Linked DNA regions of Mus musculus: region 1 is linked to region 2. Evidence: chromatin contacts called from public HiChIP or PLAC-seq data. All regions are on one chromosome and are shown on one strand. Each heading gives the region's core, a stretch centred on a gene start, on an enhancer-like site or on the middle of the called end of the contact. The rest is flanking DNA. Distances are from core to core; before and after follow the strand shown. Region 1 overlaps Ubap1 (ubiquitin-associated protein 1). Region 2 has its middle 24 kb from the start of Gm25637.

The links. HiChIP or PLAC-seq counts read pairs in DNA pulled down with a chosen protein or histone mark.
Region 1: an H3K27ac HiChIP or PLAC-seq map of microglia shows a contact between it and region 2, with 4 times the contacts expected there. The contact joins two enhancer-like sites. A contact is called at or near these places in 3 of 115 datasets of contacts at active chromatin or transcription factors (embryonic stem cells and microglia) and 1 of 9 other capture datasets (embryonic stem cells).

Annotation. Positions count from the first base shown.
Region 1 is chr4:41,376,301-41,379,393 of GRCm38.p6, forward strand. Ubap1 (ubiquitin-associated protein 1) reads left to right here. Exons shown (of 7, transcript NM_023305.3): 4 at 2,647-3,093. Among named protein-coding and RNA genes, the nearest start is that of Ubap1, 29 kb to the left of the region's middle. Within about 2 kb of position 1,516, at least 63 of the 459 cell types and tissues checked have an H3K27ac peak or open chromatin away from gene starts, as enhancers often do. A contact at or near this core is called in microglia, where this site is marked.
Region 2 is chr4:41,072,098-41,075,427 of GRCm38.p6, forward strand. No RefSeq gene overlaps it. Among named protein-coding and RNA genes, the nearest start is that of Gm25637, 24 kb to the left of the region's middle. Within about 2 kb of position 1,539, at least 38 of the 459 cell types and tissues checked have an H3K27ac peak or open chromatin away from gene starts, as enhancers often do. A contact at or near this core is called in microglia, where this site is marked.

The sequences.
Region 1 (3,093 bases), core at 266-2,765, 300 kb after region 2:
CTGTACTCCATCTTGTACTCGGGTTCTCTGTCTCTCTACCACAGAACTACACAGTAAGTTTGAATAGTCTAGGCTACTTAGTAGGATCTGTGTAATTTGTTTTTTTGTTTTTTGTTTTTTGTTTTTGTTTTTTCGAGACAGTTTCTCTGTATAGCCCTGGCTGTCCTCGAACTCACTTTGTAGACCAGGCTGGCCTTGAACTCAGAAATCCGCCTGCCTCTGCCTCCCAAGTGCTAGGATTAAAGGCGTGTGCCACCACTCCCAGCTTGTGTGATTTGTTAATAGTGATTGTCACAGGATGTAGTGACAATGAAGAGACAAGTCTCTGTGGATGTCTGTGAGGGATTATCTAAATGAATAGGGGTGGAAGACCTGCCCGGGTTGTGTGGGTAGTCCATCCCATGGACTCGGTCCTGAACTGAACAGAAAAGGTCCAGCTTACCGATTCTGGCATTTGTCTCTGCCTCCTCACTGCAGGCCGTGAGACCAGCTTTCTGAAGCTCCTGCCCCTGTGCCCTCAGACTGTGACCCCAAACAGTCTCTCTTGCTTAACTTACTTCTATATTTCTTGTCTTTTTTTGTTGTTGTTGTTTTTTGTTTGTTTTGTTGATTTTTTGAGACAGGGTTTCTCTGTGTAGCCCTGGCTGTCCTGGAACTCACTCTGTAGACCAGGCTGGCCTCGAACTCAGAAATCTGCCTGCCTCTGCCTCCCGAGTGCTGGGATTAAAGGCGTGCACCACCACGCCCGGCTTGCTTCTGTATTTCTCACAGCAATGAGAAAAGGAACTATTATGCTGTCAAAAGATTAAACAGACATTAGGTTTCTTCATTTAGCTCTGTAGCGCTTAACTGCCTATGGCTGTCCTCTCCCTTTTATTCATGGTACACAGAGAAGATAGTGCCTCACCACCTCCCACTTCACCTCTGCAGAGCACAGCTGCAGGAGTAGGGACAGGAATTCTTAGTGACTGTGTGTCTAGGTAGGTTTTCTTTCTTCCTTTTCTAGAACGATCTCTCAGCATTTTAAACTCTGTGTCTTTCCCATGCTTCCGTCGTGAACACCCAGGCATACATTGTCAGCTCTGCCCAGTTAGGGTGAATGCAAGGGATTTGGTTTTCTTCTTTCTCTATAATGCTGTAGATATTTTTAAAGTATGACAATGAGAATTTTGTAAGTTGGGCTACATTTTTAGGGTTTATTAAGAAACCATGAAGTTTGTTTATTTTAAGTAGGGTTTCCTATAGCCCAGCTGCCCTTGAACTTCTGATGTTCCTGCTTCCCCCTCCCAAGTACTAGAATATTGTTTAAAGTGTGCTGTTAATATTGTATAGATTGTCATCTACTCAGGACATTCATATCTTCTGCCACTGAGTGGTTACCCCAGCCAGTCTCATGGATAGTTTCTCTCTCTTCAAATTATGATCCTCCTGCCTTTCTGTCTTGCACATGAGCCATCATGTTTGGTTTCTGTTTCCCTTCCCCTTTTCTGTGTTGAAAGTAGAGGAAGGAGACTTTTTGAGAGTATACCTTAGAAAGAAGAACAGACAAAGGGCCTGCTGACTTCATTATTCATCTGCAAAGTATAGACTGCTGCTTCATGGTTTAGTGTGTCTTTCTTTTTATTTTGGTTTTTTGAGACAGGGTTTCTCTGTGTAGCCCTGGCTGTCCTGGAACTCACTCTGTAGACCGGGCTGGCCTGGAACTCAGAAATCCACCTGCCTCTGCCCCCCGAGTGCTGGGATTAAAGGCGTGCGCCACCACGCCCAGTTTAGTGTGTCTTTCTTGTGCAGGGCCATGCTAACCTTGTCCTGATTGTAACAATTGTATTGCTGAACTAGGCACCAAGTAATCTGTCTCCTTGAATTCTGACTGCAGTATATTCATTACAGCCCAATAGTGGATTGACAGCACAGCTGGCCAGCTTCAGATCCAGTACTTCTGGCTTATGACTGTGGGCGTGATCCCTGTAAAGTAGGGATAGTGGTAATTACTAAGGGGTTTTAGGTAATCTGTAGAGTTAACCCATGAAAGGTGCTCATGGGCTTATGGTAGAGCACTTCCCATGTACAAGGCCCTGGGTTCGGGTCTTTGGTTCTGCTCAAGCAAACAAAGCAACCCAGCAAGCTCTTTCATGGTGCCCCTAAACTTGTTCCTTCAGGGTTAGGTGCTGTCATTACTGAGCATAGGATCTTTGAAGGATATTGTGCTACATAATAGAGATCCAAAGATGGCCTGTGGGGCTGCTGCCAATAGCAGGACATGGTGTGAGTTTACATATTAAGTGCATGTACTTGCAGGTATGTACCAGAGATGACTGATAGAGGTGAGTGCCATACATTTTAAAACAGATGGGTCATCAGGATGGCTTCCTTGAGTGTGTGGCTTACCTTTTCCTCTAGCCATGTAGAATTAGGGAGGGGATAGGCGAAGAGAAGCAAAAGATGTGGCAAATTCCCTTTGGTCCGATGTGTAGAGTTAGTTTATACAGCTAACCTGGGATTTGGACATTGGAAGTCTCAGTATTCCTCAGTGAGGCTCAGCCGTGTGCTGAAGTGCTGCCTGCTGTACTTCACACACAGGACTGAGTTGGGTAGGGGAGAGCAGCCCCTGGGCTCACACCTCCTCTCTCTGCTGTGTCTCTGCAGTATGACTTCTCCTTGGAAAAGAAAACCATTGAGTGGGCTGAAGATATTAAACTAATCCAAGAAGCTCAGCGGGAAGCAGAGCGGAAGGCCGAGGAAGCAGAAGCTAAAGTGAATTCCAAGAGTGGTCCAGAGGGTGACAGCAAAGTGAGCTTCCCCAAGACTCACAATACAGCCACAATGCCACCTCCTATTAACCCCATCCTTGCCAGCTTACAGCACAACAACATCCTCACTCCAACTCGGGTCAGCAGTAGTGCCACAAAGCAGAAAGTTCTCAGCCCACCCCACACAAAGGCAGACTTCAATCCTGCTGACTTCGAGTGTGAAGAGGACCCATTTGATAATCTGGAGTTAAAAACCATTGATGAGAAGGAAGAGCTGAGAAACATTCTGGTAGGAACCACTGGACCCATAATGGCTCAGTTACTGGACAGTAACACAGCCCGG
Region 2 (3,330 bases), core at 289-2,788:
ATAATTTAGCTAATTATATGTTTGCATAAGTTAATTTCTTAAAGTACGAAACAAGCAGCCTTGCAGAGTTCTTGAAGATTTAACACGTGGCTTCCTCTGAACCTGCTGGCGTGTCTCCAGCACACCGTGCTCTCCCTGGCAAATGCCAACTGGCTCTTCCCACTCAGGATCCACAGAGCCTGCCTCCCCTGGACTGGGTGTGATGCTCTGTGGGTTCCCGCGGCTATATGGGCTTTCTTCTCTCTGTGGCCCACAGTCTGGGTTATTTCCATTCTTTTATTTTGCCAGCTTTCTTTTGGAGGAGGGATGAGCACAAGGACCCACAGTTTTCTTATTTCAGGATGCGTGGGAAGAGCTTAGCAGGTAGAAGACCCTCGGTAAATTCTCATGGACTCAGGCAGCACTGCGGGGCAGAGAGATAGGTTCTGAGATTTGAAAAGTAAGATGGGAGAAGTCTGATGAAGGGGGCTTTCCCCAGGGCTTCAGACGTCTGGGAAGGCAGAGTCAGACGCCCCTGTTACTGTGAGGGCCTTCAGGAGGGTTGGCCTCACCAGGTCATTGGCAGCCTTAAGTGAGTGTCACTGTGCTCTTGAGACCAGACAACACTCATTTCATTCCGTTCAGCTCATGTCTCAGCTGTGTTTCCTATCAACGCCAGACTTCAGCAGAATCACATATAGGGGAGTCTCCAGGCTTTATATTTGGGTTGTCATAGCTAAATCTGACCCATGCCATAGAGGAACAACTCAGGAACACCTAGCTATGGCCTAGGTGTTTTCTTTGGCTATGAGTCTCCCAAACCCTAGCTGAAGCTGCCATTTTCCCCCCAGCCATCTCCCCTGCCTCAGAAGCCTTTCTCTGGGGGCTGGCTGCTGTGGCTTTCTCTTTTCCTTCTCAGGAGCAGTACAAATAAGGATGTAGCTCATCCTTCCTATTCTGCTATTCCCTGACCCTCCTGTCAGCTAACTCAAATCCCTCTTGCTTTCGTGACTGCCTTTCCTTCCCCCGAGCAATGACCTCACAAAGGGGCCTGTTCCCCATCTTCTATCTCTTCCCCAACCTCATGGCAAAGATGTGACCCAACCCAGCGTCTCTCTCTCTCTCTCTCTCTCTCTCAGAGAAGCAGTCACCAAATGAGGACAGCTCGTCTGCTGCAGTAGTCACTCTCCAACCCCTGACCTTTGCTGAGGTTCCACCTCGGCCTCCCCACTCCCTATGACTAGCATGCACACCCTACCCCACAGCCTAGGCTCCACTGTCCACCTGTCCAGACTTGCCTTCTGTCCTGCTACCTGATGTGCCCAACCCAGGCCATCCCCTGTGGTAGAATGCCTCTCTTAAATCGGAGAACAGCAGGAAGAAGACTCCGAGAAGGCAACTTCCTTCTGTCTCCGTTGCCAGCCAGTTTTGTGAAGGACCCTGAAGCCTGGTTCACCACACACCAGTTGATTAGTCAAAGGAAGGATCTGAGAGTTGGCTCTGATCTCTGAGGTTTGGTAGCAGGAACCCATCCCAGGTCATATTCTACAGAACTTCTGCCTCTGCCGGAAAGACTCTCATCGCCAGGCTGACTTCCCCTTCGGCTGTCCACATTCAGACACTGCCTGCACTCTGCTTCCAGTTCTGCAGAAACCAACGCCTAGTTCTTTTTTTTTTTTTTTAAAGATTTATTTATTTTATGTATGTGAGTACACTGTAGCTGTACAGATGGTTGTGAGCCTCGTGTGATTGTTGGAAATTGAATTTTAGGACCTCTGCTCCCTCTGGTCAACCCCACTGGTTCTAGCCCAAAGATTTATTATTATAAATAAGTACACTGTAGCTGTCTTCAAAAAGCACCAGAAGAGGGCATCAGATCTCATTACGGGTGGTTGTGAACCACCATGTAGTTCTGGGATTTGAACTTCGGAAGAGCAGTCAGTGGTCTTTAACCGCTGAGCCATCTCGCCAGCCCCGAATACCTAGTTTTTTTTTTTAAATTATTTATTTATTTTATGTATATGAGTACACTGTCACTGTTTTCAGACACACCAGAAGAGGGCATCAGATCCCATTACAGATGGTTAGGAGCCGCCATGTGGTTGCTGGGAATTGAACTCAGGACCTCTAGAAGAGCAGTCAGTGCTCTTAACCTCGGAGCCATCTCTCCAACCCCCCAACACCTAGTTCTTAAATGCTAATGTTCTCAGTTGTGCTTGGCAGGTCTCCTCTGTACACCCCTCACTCTGAAGACTGAAGCAGGAATAGAGACTGCAAGTGTGAGGCCATGCTGAGCTACAGAGAAAGCCTCGCAAGATGAAGCGTGTATGTCCGCTTTCCATGTGTGCTGACTCTGATCGCCTCAGAAAGTCCTGACAGTCTTTTTTGGTTCTTCTTCTGCTGGGGATTACACTGGGTCTTATGCAGACTGAGAATGGCCTTTGTTCTGGAGCTGGATCCCCTGCCCCAAGCAATACTCACCCGAGGGCACTTCTTGGTTATTACTCCAGTCTTTCCACAGCAGTGGGCGTCCTCCCAAATGCTGAGGGTTGGATGTGTGTGGAGCCGGTCCACCTCGGCTTGGAAGCTGTTTCCTAAACAAGGAGTTGCACTGCAGGCAGCAAGCACGGGGCCTCTGGGAGTTTCAGTTGGGCACTGACCCAAACTTGGGGGTAGGGGACATAAAGGACACTTTCCTAGAAGAGAGGGCATCCGTTCTGACAGCTGGGGTAAGATGAAGTCAGGCAAAGGGGTGGGTGTGGAAAGAGGGGGTGGGTCTCCTGGTTCCTACATGTGAAGGGCCCGAGAAATTCTGTGGCTGCAGCAAGGAGAGGGATCATGTGCTGTCTTGTACTTGCTCCTGAGAATGACGGGAAGCCATTAAAGGTCTCTGAATAGGGAAGTGGCAAGAGGAGACATATGTCCTAAAAACTTCTAGTGGCCCTGGAGACACGGATTCGGGATGGGTAGAGCACTGGTGGGAGACGCAGCTTGAAGATGAGGGAAGGTATGTGTTGAATGGCTGACCGTGAGGGTGCACGGACAAGAGGCTGGGGAAACCCTGAGACTCTGGCTGGAGCGGTGCCCCTCTCTAAGACAGGACGGAGCAGAAAAGCGCTGGCTCAACGCGACGCTCGGGTCTCATTGTCACAGCTGATGAGATTTCTCCGATCCATCAGGAGGAGTTCACGCGCCAGCTGTTACACGAGTGCCGGTTGAGGTTTAGAGATCAAGGAAGCCGCCAAGACATTCAGGCAAGGATTACTCTGAAAAGCTAAAAAGTCAAGCGTGGTGTGGAGTCATAATCTACCAACTCCAGAGGCTTTGAGGCAGGGGAATCTCAACAAGTTG